2 separate regions of the Oryctolagus cuniculus genome follow, and region 2 is linked to region 1. The links are chromatin contacts, called in public Micro-C maps. All regions are on one chromosome and are shown on one strand. The core of a region is the stretch at or near the end of the contact, and the rest is flanking DNA. Distances in the headings are between cores, read along the strand shown.

Region 1 (6,361 bases), core at 1,011-3,510:
CCAGGGCCAGCAGCCCCGCCCTCACTCTCTGGACCCCCCAGGCCTTTGTCACTCAGGCAGGAAAGCCCGCACCAGGGGTGGACGGCCCTGTCCTTTGGCCCCTGCACTGATGCAGCCCCGGGAAGCGTCCGTCCCCCGCCCCAGCCTCCCCAACGAGGGAGCACCCGGGAGCACGGGCCGCGCGCCTGTCCTCAGTACGCCGGCTCCATGGCTGTGGGCTGCGGCTGTGACACGGGATCCTCCAGCTCCTCCCGGCACCGGGGAGGGGGCCTGCCTGTGGCTCTGCTGAGGCGCCGGGTGCTTTGCCAGAGCAGTCCCTGGGGGGTCGCGTGCAGACCCAGTGAGGGCCCGTGGAGGCCGGCAGCGCCTGGGCCCAGTGTCGGGGGGCTTGCTGGGCGGCCGCTGGGTCCACACTGGGGGCCACACTGGGCAGCCGCTGGGCCCGAGGGGAGAGCACTGCCAGGCCCTGGGGGACACACTGGGCCGGGGGTGGGGCACTGCCAGGCCTGGGGGTGGCCGCTGGGGCACTGCTGGGTCAGTGTCGGGAGGCACGCTGGGCAGCTGCCAGGGCCGGGGGGGGCACGCTGGGCCGGGCGCCCACTCACGGCTCTGTGTCCTCTCGCAGCCTCACCTGGCCGTGGGGAGCAACGACTACTACATCTCCGTGTACTCGGTGGAGAAGCGCGTGAGATAGCGGGGCCGGGCACCCGCCGCCCTGTACATAGTGGACCCGCCGCGCTCGCCTGGAGCGCCGGCTGCTGCTGCCCGCCGCTCCGCGGCCGCTCGGCTCCGGACAGAGGAGGCCCGCCGTGACGCAGGCCCTGCTGCTGCTGCCCCCGGGCTCCCCTCCCCTCGGGAGCACACCCACGCTGCGACGGCCACTGCGTGTGCGGAGCCCAGCCCTGGGCACGTGGACGGCTCCAGACACTGGGGGGGTGCCCAGGGCCACGCCCTCTGGGGGTCCCCCGGGGTTGCCACGGCCTGTGCTGGGCGGGCGCCCCTCCCCCACACGCGCCTTCCCCACAGGGGGCCACCAGGAGAGGGCTCCGGCCTGGACAGGTCCCGGGAGACCCCGCCGCCCCCTCGGACGTGCTGCTGGTCCCCACAGAGCCTCCGGCCTGCGCCTCACGGTGCACACGCACGCGGGCACACACGTGTGGCCCCACAGCACCTGCCTGAGCCACACCCTGGGCCCTGCTCGCTGAGGCCGACATCAGGACGTGTCTGCGCGTGTGCGTTGCGTGTGCATCGCGTGTGCGCGCGTGGAGCAGGGAAGCGTGTGGACGAGCAGCCCCGGCCGACCACGCTGCACACGGACGCGGCCGACGCGGTCTGAGGCGCGTGTTCCGTTTTCTCTGGGAATCAGGATTATTCAGATGCGGCGCGGGGGCTTGGCTGGCTCTGCCGGTAGGTGGCCTGCGTGGTGGGACGTGGCAAACGTGCGGTCCCCTCGTCGGGACGGTGGCTCTGCCTGGGGCCCTGCGGCCGGCGGTGCCTGGGTCGGTCCCAGGGCCCGGCCAGGGCTCGGTGTGGACAGCGACCTTCCTGCTGCCCCTGGGGGTGCTCCCAGCCACAGGAAGTGTCCGGATGAAGCCCCGCCCCCACGTCAGGCCAGGAAGGCCAGAGAGAGCCCCGACTGCCCACGGGGCCGCCCTAGCCCAGCCCCCAGAGCCCCCAGCTGGTGACACACCAGAACCTTCCGGAAGCCGAGCTCCGCCCACGGACAGCGCCTGCCCCCGCGGCTGACTCGGTTCACTGACCCTGACCTACCCTGCGTTTCGGCCGCGTGCACGGAGCCCTCCCTGCTCTGCCCGAGAGCCGCCTGCGTGCACGCTGTGTCCCCACAGGTCCCACGCGAGAATCCAATCATGAAGTTACCCGAGGCTCGAGAGAGCGCGACCCACGGTCTGTTTATCTCTATTTATTTACGAAGCTGACGTGGAATCGTAATGTGAAGCTACGAGCAACGGCCGACAGTAACTGTCCATAAAATAAACCCGTGCAGAAGTGCCGGCGCGGTCCCGTCGTGTGCCAGCTTCGTCTGCTGCTCGTCCCTGAACCCACAGCAGCCAGGGTGGGCGGAGCTCCATCCGGGTCTCCCACGGGTGCGGGCCGAGCGCCTGCACCTGGGCCATCGCCGCGGCCTCCCAGGGGCCTGAGCCGCAGCCGGATCCCAGGCAGAGCAGCTGTCACAAGCCCGGCTTAGCCCGATCGCGCCAGCGCCAGCCCCCAACTCTGTGCCAGAAAAAAAAAAAGATTTGTGTATTTGAAAGAATGAAGGAGGAGCCGCTGGTCCACTCCCCAATGGCTCCGAGGGCTGGGGCGGGGCCGGGCTGCAGCCAGGAGCCTGGAGCTCCATCCGGGGCCTGGCGCTCGGGCCCTCCCCTCCCAGGTGCACCAGCAGGGAGCTGGGTGGGAAGTGGCGCGGCCTCCCGGCCCGGCTGGCCCTTCCCGTGTCAGGGTGTCCTTGCTTGAAAGCGCACTCCCAGCCTGATCTGTTACCAGCAGAGCACCCACTGGAGCAGCCCCTGCCGAGGGGCCGGGCAGGGCTCGCGGGCCCATGGGAGTCCCACGGAGACCTTGTCCAGTTGCTCCCTGCAGGCACGGGCCCCGTGGGGCCTGGCATGGCCGTGGGCAGCCAAGGTCACATTGGCCGGCAGCCGGGGACCAGTGCGAGGGCCCAGTGCCTTCCCTGGACAGCTCTCCAAGAACACGCACTAAATTTAGTTGCAAACTTTGCTGTTTGTTTCTTTTTTCCAAGAACACAAAGTTACTCTCCCAGGGTCTGAAACTGATACAAGTGTCCCTGGGCTGCCACCAGGGCTGGCTCCTCCCCAAGGCCAGGGAGGAATCCGCCCAGGCGCCCCCCCGCCCCCCCCCAGTGGCACGGGGCCTCAGCTGGCCTGACCCCGCCTCCCGCCGGCGAGCGCCTCGGCCCCTGCCAGGCACAGCGAGGCAGTCACAGGTCCCGGATGGGGACGTGACCGCTTCATCGAGCCAAGGCCCTTCCCACACCCGGTGCTGGGGCCCAGCAGGATGCCGGCGTGGGCTGGGGCTGGGTCAGAGGGGCCAGCCCCCAAAGGCACACCTCACACACCTTGTTTTCCAGCCTGCAGAGCCCTGTGGTGTGGCAGGTTGGCCACGGTGCCCGGTGTCCCTTGCCCCTTGGGGCCAGGGGGCCGCTGCAGCCCCCAGCAGCAGGTCCCAGGCACTGGCTGCCGGGGGCGGATGCATGAGGACCGGAATCGGTGCCCAGCCCTCCCGCCCTGGCCTGGAAGGCGGGAGGCAGCAGTTGCCATGGGAACCGGAGGCCTAATGGCTGGAATTATTAAATTCCGGTTTGTTTGCAACATGGAGGACCCCTGGCATCTCCAGGGCTGTGCTGGCCGAGCCTTGTTGAGAGTAATCTTTTTCCTATTAGCATCGGTTTTTTTCTGTCACCAGGACTTGCGAACAAATTGAGAGGTCATAAAAACGAGGGGCAGGCTGGGGCGGCTGCAGCCAGGGCCGTGGTCCAGCCACCCCTCAGCCACACGGGCAGCCCTGGGGACACGCAGGGACAGGCGGTCGTGGCCGTCCTGCCGAGCACAGAGCCAACAGGGGACGGGTAGCCGCCTCTCCGCAGTGGGGCCTGGGCATCCCCTCCCCGGTGTGGGAAGGGCCTGGCTCGAAGACGCTGTCACGTCCCCATCCAGGAACCCATGACTGCCTCGCTGTGCCTGGGGCCGTGGTCGCCTCCACCTCCACGTGTCCGTCACCGTCCCCTGCCCGGATTCCGGCAGACGGCCCTGGGGAGGGCCCGTGGCGTGGGCGGGGGCTCTGGCAGGGGCTCAGGGAGGCGTGTGTTGGTGTCTGCCACCCGCGCCTGCAGCCGGTCGCACCTCTGCAGTGCGTCCAGGGGATCAGAGAGGCCCTGGGGACGCTGACCACAGCCCTGAAGCACAGGCCTCCTTGGCCCCAGCTGGGGGCCAGGCTTTGTGTCCCCAAGGCCCGCGTGCTCCACAGCCCCTCCCCCAGGGCCCCCGTGCCCGGGCGGGGGCTTCTCCCTCCCCACACACGGCTCGCCGCCAGCCAGGAGACGCCTCCGCGGAAGAGGCCAGCACTGGGGGCAGAGGCCATGGGGCCAGCAGAGCGGCCTGCCCCAGGGACCTCACAGCTGCTGGGGGAGGCGGGGAGCAGGGTGGGAGCCAGGCGGGCCCCGGGGGTGAGGGCAGACTGAGGACCCAGAACTTGGGTGAGGCCTCCCTGCACCCAGCATGTGGAGACGGGGGGGGGGGGTGTCGGTGCGCCAGGTGCTGGGTGCGGTACAGCCAAACCCCTCCCCAGGGCACCGCTGAGGCCCAGGCCGCAAAGACCACAGCTCCAGGGCCCCCAGAGAGACCCCCAGCTGCGGGGACGGGCTGCACCTGCCCTGGAGTGGGGTGGGGCGGCCTCCTCCGGACCTGGGCTCTGAGCCCAGCCTCGCCCCTCGCCGGACTGCGGGGCCGGGGGGGCCTCAGACCCCAGCCACCTGCAGCCAAGCAGGCCGACTCAGCAGGGGTGAGAAGCTACAACACAGGCGGTGGAGGCTCCTGCGCTTTGGTTTTAAGATTCATTTATTTATTTTATTTGAGAGGAAGGTCCTTTTTAAATTTTATTTTATTTGAAAGGCAATTTACAGAGAGACAGAGGTCTTCCATCCACTGGGTCCCTCCCCAGATGGCCGCAAAGGCCAGGCCAAAGCCAGGAGCTCACTCGGGTCTCCCACGCGGGTGCAGGGGCCCAAGCACTTGGGCCATCGTCCCCTGCTTTCCCAGGCCACAGCAGAGAGCTGGGTCGAAGTGGAGCAGCCGGGAATCGAACCGGCGCCCACATGGGGTGGGGGCATCGCACACAGCAGCTTGACCTGCTGCACCCCAGGGCTCACCCTGACCCCTGGATTCTCCGCGGGGTAGGGAGACCGCTCCGTGGGAGATGGGAGAGGCAGGTGGCCCCCACAGAGTGAGGCTGGGCTGGCACCTCCCCTGCCGGGACCCCCTGCGCCCCAAGGCCTTCTCACCCCTCCCCACACCAGCCCAGGGCCGCGCACAACCCCAGCCACAGCCAGGTCCCCTCCAGGGCCCTGCAAGCTCTCGGCTCCGAGTCCGCGGTGGCCAGCGGCCCCTGCGGCCCCACCTCGGTCCCCCCGTGAAACGCACGGGGTGCTGGGGCCCCAGCGCACCTCCGCCTGCTCTCACCGGGACTCACGAGCCGCCATCACCGACCACCACCCGCTCCCCGCCGCCCGCACACCGGGGCAGGTGCCGAGGCGAGCGGGCGGCCTCACCGCGCCCAGGCGGGTCCCACCGAGGACCCCGGGAGCCGCTGCCCGACCGCCAGGCTCCGCCGGGCCCTCCCGCCGGTGTGGGGGACGTGGGGTCCGCCCGGCGTCCGCGGTCCTGCAGCGCCACCGCGTGGTTGTCGCGAAGGTCGCCGCCGGGCCGGCCGCGCAGGGACCTGGAGGGCGGGGGTCAGCTCGCTGGGCCGCCCGTGCCCCCCGCCTTTCCCGGCCCTCCGGGCGGGGTCGCCGTCCGTCCAGGGTCAGCGGGCCCAGGTCGAGCCCCAGGCGAGCGGGTCCCCTCCGACGCCCACAGCCGTGCGCCGGCATCAGATGTTGAGAATTGGCCTTGACCGTTGTCTTATTCCAGAATGTTCCTTGGGCCCCTCTTATTCTCTGCCCCGCCCCCTACAGCCTCCATCTGAACCTGACCCCACCCGAGACCCCTGGGGCAGCTGCAGCCCCCGTCCACTCTCCGTGGGGGTCTCCCCGCCCGTCTCGCGCGAACAAGGCCGACGGAAACGCTCCCGCGTCCGTCTGTGCGGGGCTGCAGGTGCGTGCGTTCCTCACGGAGCCCACGCGTCCCCCGCGCGCGTCGTGGTGCCGGGGACGTGGGCGGGGCGCGTGGGCTCGGGGAGCGGCCTCAGCTGGCCATGGGGGCCCCGAGCGCAGCCCCAGGGCGCAGGAAGGCGTGGGGGCTCCGCGGGGAGTCGCGTCCTGGGCCCGGGCGGACCCCGAGGGAGGCCGCTGCCCGCGGGGCGGCCGGACAGCCGCGCGGGGATGGGCGTTTCCCGGAAGGGACCCCGCCGCGACGGTCGAGACCTCGGGGGCCACCTGCGGTCCCCCCCCCCCGGTGCTGTGTGCGTGTGTCCGCGCATGCAGATGTGTGTGCACATGTGTGTCTCTGTGGGTGCGTGTGTCTGGGCGCACACATGTGTCTGCGTGCATGTGTGCACACGCATGTGTCTGTATTATGTGTGCGTGTATGGTTCTGTGTGTGCACGTCTGCATGCTTGCGTGTGCATGTCTTTGCACATGTGTCTGTGCACATGATCCTGTGCACAC
Region 2 (6,361 bases), core at 1,561-4,060, 270 kb before region 1:
ACCTGTTGTGCTTCCAGATGAAGACGGTCAGCGTGGCCTTAGTCTTGTGCCTGAATGTCGGTGTGGACCCTCCAGACGTGGTGAAGACCACGCCCTGTGCGCGCCTAGAATGCTGGATTGGTGAGTTCTGCCCTTCCTGCCAGGAGACAGGGGCTCCAGCAGGTCTGGGTCTGGCAGCCTGCACGCCGCTGTCCTGCCCAGGGGCCTGTGCTGGCTTGGAGTAGAAGCTGGGGTCTGATTTCTTTTTGGAGTTATGTGACCTCCAAGTAATTTTAGATGCACTCACGTATGAATTCTGGAAGTGTTTCAGGAATATTAATAAATATTAATAAAATCATGTTTATTGACTTAATGTGATTTCCCTCTATGATTTTTAAAGGTACTTTCTCCTTTGTTCTTTTCATTTTATTTGGAACTCTGGTGGGGAGGGAGGGAGGAGGGGAGAGGGAGATTCGATCTTCTGTTTGCCGCTTCATCCGCAGATGCCCACAGCTGCCAGAACCCCGTCTGGCGGAGAAGCTGGCACTCAGGCAGGCGCCCTGCCCCGAGGTGCAGCACCGGAGCACTGTCGGGGCTGTCAGCCGTGCCAGTGCCTGCCCCCAGTCTCTCTGTTCCGTTTGTCCTGGACCTGGCACATAAAGGTGATCCCAACACTTAGGGAGCTGGAATAGCTGATATTTGCCTGCAGATGTATTTATAGGAGGAGAATTGAGCCATCTCCAGGGGAGGTTACACGGTGCATCATCCTCTCAACAGCCGATGTTTGCCAAGTGCTTGCAGTGTGCTGGCTCCTGTTGGAGGCCTGGTCTGTCTTTTGACTCATTCAGTCTTTCAGCGACCCCGTGAGGCAGGCCCCCTCTTAATCTCTGTTTCAGAGCTGAGAGAGGCGAGGCAGAGAGCGGAGTTCGCACACAGGTGTCCTGCGGGTAGGCAGAGAGCGGAGTTCGCACACAGGTGTCCTGCGGGTAGGCAGAGAGCGGAGTTCGCACACAGGTGTCCTGCGGGTAGGCGCAGCGCTGAGGTTTGCAGTCCAAGTCTGGAGAATGAATTCGTCTTTTTTTTTAAATCTTGCTAAAACTTACAGAACATAAAATATTATTCCAGACATTTTATTTTTTAAGAAGATGTATTTATTTGGGGCTGACCCTGTGGCATAGTCAGTAAAGCCACTGCCTGCAGCGCCGGCATCCCCTATAGACGCCTATTCGAGTCCTGGCTGTCCTGCTTCTGATCCAGCCATGGCCTGGGAAAACAGCAGAAGATGGCCCAAGTCCTTGGGCCCCTGTACCCACACAGGAGACCTGGAAGAGGCTCCTGGCTCCTGGCTTTGATCAGCTTGGCTCTGGCCATTGGTGCCATTTGGGAAGTGAACCAGCGGATGGAAGAGTTCTTTGCCTCTGCCTCTGCCTCTCTGTAATTCTGCCTTTCAAATAATTGTGCCTTATTTGAAAGGCAGAGTTACAAAGAGAGATGGAGAGAGAGAGAGAGAGAGAGAGAGAGCGCGCTTCTTCTATCCACTGATTCACTCCACAGATGGCCGCAATGCCTGGGGCTGGACCAGACTGAAGCCTGGAACTAGGAGCTTCATCTGGGTCTCCCACAAGGGTGCAGGGGCCCAGGTATTCGGGTCACCTTCCGCTGCCTTCCTGGGAGCATTAGCAGGGAGCTGGATCAGAAGCGGAAAAACTAGGATTAAAACCAGTGTGCATATGGGATGCTGGCACTGCAGGCGGTGGCTTAACCCCCTGTGCCACAGTGTTGGCCCCATAGTCTGGACATTAAAAAAAAAAGTAGGTTTTTTTTTTATCTACTTAAGCGGTAGAGTCACACACACACACACACACACACACACACACACGGTGGGGGGGGGCTGATCTTCTACCCATTGGTCCACTTCCCTGATGACTGTACCAGCTGTGCAGGCCTCTGTCCAGGCTTCATTCTCACTCACAGACCGGGCAGTGCACTGCCCTGGTTTACACAGGACAGATTATGTGCCGGCATCCAACCGCTGGACAAGGAAGGGCGCCTGGCCAGAGTGGTGATGCGATGTCGGTGACGGCACAGCACACTCACTGTTGTCTTCCGGGAGGCCAGCAGAGTGCTAGTGCTCGTCTCTGTAAGGGCTGCAGTGTGAAGCTCGCTTCTTCAGGCCCAGCGTGTGCTTCTTGGGTCACAGGCAGGCTGCTGGGAACCTCACTGGATCTGCAAAGCTGACTGTAGAGGGCTTCATGGCATGAAGATGCCCCGCCCGGCCTGGCTTCTGCGGACGCTGGTCCACAGCGGGTGTGAGGTGTAGTTCACTGAGATACCAGTCTGCATCAGGTCCTCCGATTGTAGGCATTACCCACGTCTCCTGAGCACCCTCATGGCTGTGCCTGGATCTGGGTTTGGTTGGACCATCGACAGCACACCCTGGCCAGCCTGCTCAGAGAACCAGTGCCCTTGTGTGTTTGGAGTGGGTGCAGCATGCCATGGTCTCCTGGGGCCGCTGTCCACCTGCTCACCTGTCCCGCGGCGTGGCGCCCTGCCCTTGCACTTCCACTGCTGGTGCTGCGTGCCGGGCTCCCAGAGGAGCGGCCTTGTCTGTGGCCCTGGTCGGCCCCGGTCCAGGCCCTGCAGGAGATGGGGTTGCAGTGTTTGCACCTGCCCGGCCGTGGCTGACCTCAGCCTGGCGTCAGTCAGAATTCTGTGCTCCGGACGTTTTCTGTCCCAGCCATCCCAGCCATCCCAGCCATCCCAGCCTAGGCCTTCTCTGGCTTCGGCTCCAGGAGAGACCTGCAGGGACAGGTGGGGCTCGCCGCTCTCCCTCTCCTGTGCTGCCAAGGGGAGCGCCCCCCCCCCCCCCTCGTGGTTTCTCGCAGACACCCAGTGAGTTTCCTTTACGCTGGAACCCTGGCTCCCAAAGTGGGCTCTGAGCTCTCAGCGCCGTTTTAGCTGCTTTCTCGTATCTTCCCGGGGTGGAGGCAGTGCTGTGTGTCTGCTGGGTCTTGTCTCGGGGAACTCCGTTTGCTTGGCTGCCCTGCAGTCTTGGCTCTGCCGAGCACAAGAGAAATTGTCGCCACAACACTCTCAGTCATGTCCCGTCAGCTTTCTAGGTCCTAAGCAGAAGCCCCACACACCCCCACCTTTCAAAACAGATTTATTTATTTATTTGAAAGGCATATAGAGAGCAAGAGCGAGATTGATCTTGCATCCTGCTGATTCACTTCCCAGATGGCTGCAACAGCCGGGGCTGGTCTAGGGTCAACCAGGAGCCTGGAGCTCCCTCCTGGCCTCCCAGACGGGCGTCGGGCCCCAGCACTTGGCCTGTCATCTGCTGTCTCCTTGGTGTGTTAGCAGGGAGCTGGGTCACAAGGAAGCTGAGTAGCTGGGATTCGAACCGGCACAAGCGGCAGCTTAACCTGCTGTGCCACAAACCAAGTCCCGTCTCCCCCCACTCCTCTTATTTCTTTAACAAAATTTACAGATTATTCTAATCTGAGTTGAAGCAAGGAGTTATTTTTCCTGTTTTATTTGCCTGCCTCGCGCTTTGGGGGTATCTTAGGACGGCCGTCTTTCTCACCGCTTCCTGTCCCCAGCTTAGGCCCTTTGTCCTCCATGTCCGGTGACAGAAGCCGCTTTCCACGGCCGGTTTTGTTAGACTTGCTCTTGGCTCGCTGCTCTCCCTGGTGACCGTGCTGTTGGAATTGACTTCTTATTAGGCACTGCCGACCGTTTCCACTTCATTTATTGCTTGTCACAGCTGAGTTTAATCAATTGTTTTCTGTTTTCTCCCTCTTTAACTACTCTAACGTTAGGTTTTTTTAGAATGAGGCTTCCTACCTAGAATCCTGTGTGTGCTCCTGGGGCCACTGGGTCCTCGGGGATGTGTGTACGGTGTCACCAACGTGCCGATCCCGGGCCTACGAGCCTCAGTCTTATTAGAGTCTCAAGGGCTCTTTCACCCCCACCCTCACTGCTCCCCCACCCCCACAGAAGCCGCCTGCACGTTTCTCAGGAAGCACGCGGCGTGAATGTGAATAGAGAGGGCTTGTGTGTGCGGATTCAGCAAATGAGGAGCCCTGTGTTGCAGTTCTTAAAATTTTCTACCATTTGGGAATGTAACCGTTTGTGATAATTTCACACGGGCATTGAGTTCAGCGGGCGTGTGCTGCTTCTACACTGAAAGGCCGCTTGGATGCTGAGAAAACCTGTCTGTGCCGGTGGCTGTGGCAATGCGTTTTAAGACAGAGAATCGGCTGGCGCCGCGGCTCACTAGGCTAATCCTCCGCCTGCGGTGCCGGCACACCGGGTTCTAGTCCCGGTCGGGGCACCGGATTCTGTCCTGGTTGCTCCTCTTCCAGGCCAGCCCTCTGCTGTGGCCCGGGAGTGCAGTGGAGGATGGCCCAGGTGCTTGGGCCCTGCACCCCATGGGAGACCAGGAGAAGCACCTGGCTCCTGCCATCAGATCAGCGCGGTGCGCAGGCCGCAGCGCACTGGCCGCAGCGGCCATTGGAGGGTGAACCAATGGCAAAGGAAGACCTTTCTCTCTGTCTCTCTCTCTCTCTCTGTCCACTCTGCCTGTCAAAAAAAAAAAAAAAAAAAAAAAAAGACGGAATCCTGGGGTGGTTGTCTGGCCTAGTGGGTAAGACAGGACTCCAGGCCCTGCATCTCATATCCGTGGGTTCCGTCCCCAGCTCTCTCTGCGTCTCCACTTCCTGCTAACGTTGTCTCAGGAGGCAGCGGTGAGAGCTTAAGTGACTGGACTCCTGCCACTCGTGTGGGACAATTCCCAACTGCCAGCTCCTGGCTTCAGCCCTCCCCACTCCCCCAGGTCATTGGGGGCTTTCTGGGAGTGAACCAGCTGTCTCTCAAATGAATTTATAAAAACGTTACAAAGAGAAAAAGGGAATCCTAATTTGATTCAGCAAATTTGGAGTGGCGTCCAGCAGCCCATGTTTTATTTTTTATTTTGAAAAAAGTTTCAGAAGATGCAAGTACAGAATTAAGCAGTGTTTCTGACTCGCTGAGAGCTGTGGTTGCTGTCGCCAGCGAAGCCTTGCTGTGTGCTTCCTGCACGTGGGACTTTCTCTCCCAGGACCCCAAAGCAGGCGACAGTGTGGGGAGGTCCGGGCACCCCTCACTGCTGTGCACGCCTCGGCCTGTGCTCTGCTTTGCTCATTGTCCCAGGGGCGTCCTTTGTAGCACGGGGAGCTGGGCCCGGGCCGCGCGGCCGCGATGCCTGTCTCACCGGACCTGGAGCGGCCCCCGGCTCGCCGCTGCGGAGACTGCGGGCTGTTTGTCAGACGTCGCCAGGGCGTCCTGTGGTTCAGTTGAGGTTGTGCCTCCTCGCAGGAACATCACAGAGGAGAGCTGCTGTCTCCCCGTGGCGTCATCGCAGGCAGCGCGTGGCTTTGATTTATCCCATTAAGGGCCTGCAGCTCTTTCTTGTGCTAGATGAAGTGGGCGCTGCCAGACTTCCTGTGAAGTTCGCTCTGTAGTGCCGCGCGCTCGGGCAGGCTCGCTCCGAGACCGGCAGGATTGCTTCCCCTCAGTCCAGCTGACTCCTGCGAGCGTGCTCTCCTGGCTACTCCGTGGATCCTAACCCAGCATCACCATTTGGTGCTGAGCCCTCCTGCCTCCAGGGGGTGGGCGGCGTCCGCTGTGGCGGCTGTGGCCGCTTCTCTCGCTTCCGTGCTTCTCAGAGCTCTTGTCTCCTTCCTGTCTTACCTGGTTCCTCTGTCCCACCTGAGAACCAGCCGTCTCTCCGAGGAGCCCAGTTCCTTTGTGGGATGTGGCTTTGGAACTGGGGTGTGGGAGCCTGGGATTTCTGTTGCAGCTGCTGTGTTGCTGCCCTCCCTGGGCCGAGCGAGGGGTGCCTGTGTGCGGTGTGTGCGCGCGCTGCTCCGTGTACATGCGCTGTCTCTGGTGTTTGTGTGTCCATATTAAAAACCCTGTGTTACACTCGTGCCCCTGTTACAGCCCAGCAGGGCTCTCCCCCCTTTAAGCCCCTCTTCTGACACTGAGAACCTGGTCCCTGCTGAATTTGCTGGTTCAGCGACGACTCCTGTATGAGCCCACTCTGACTTTGTCCTGCACCACCTCGCCACGGCGCCTGCCTTCCTCAAGCCGGGTCCGGTGCCCTGCCGGAGCACGCCTCTGCATGTGCACCTTTCCCTCTTCCTGGCGCCGGCTGTGAGCCCAGTGCCTGTGCCTCCCCTGCCAACGCAGTTCCCTTCACGCTGGAGTAGATCTGACCCTGCCCCTGCCCCTCCTGTGGCTGCAGGATTGTTCACCGGGGGTTTTAGCCGTGCTCAGGCCTTAGGCTCGGGCAGCTCCCGTGATGAGATGCACACGTTATCTCTTGTTTCCGTAGGGC

The links. A called contact is a pair of places that touch in the nucleus more often than the background predicts.
Region 2: a contact with region 1 is called in a Micro-C map of ear pinna, with 7 times the contacts expected there. The contact joins two enhancer-like sites. A contact is called at or near these places in 3 of 6 Hi-C or Micro-C datasets (ear pinna, psoas muscle and an unstated tissue).

What each region holds. Positions count from the first base shown.
Region 1 is chr17:1,492,255-1,498,615 of mOryCun1.1, reverse strand. It overlaps RPTOR (regulatory associated protein of MTOR complex 1), which reads left to right. Exons shown (of 34, transcript XM_070060172.1): 34 at 626-2,011. The coding sequence ends at 694. Among named protein-coding and RNA genes, the nearest start is that of CHMP6, 5.1 kb to the right of the region's middle. Within about 2 kb of position 2,260, at least 4 of the 8 cell types and tissues checked have an H3K27ac peak or open chromatin away from gene starts, as enhancers often do.
Region 2 is chr17:1,762,975-1,769,335 of mOryCun1.1, reverse strand. It overlaps RPTOR (regulatory associated protein of MTOR complex 1), which reads left to right. Exons shown (of 34, transcript XM_070060172.1): 2 at 18-120. Among named protein-coding and RNA genes, the nearest start is that of RPTOR, 73 kb to the left of the region's middle. Within about 2 kb of position 2,810, at least 3 of the 8 cell types and tissues checked have an H3K27ac peak or open chromatin away from gene starts, as enhancers often do.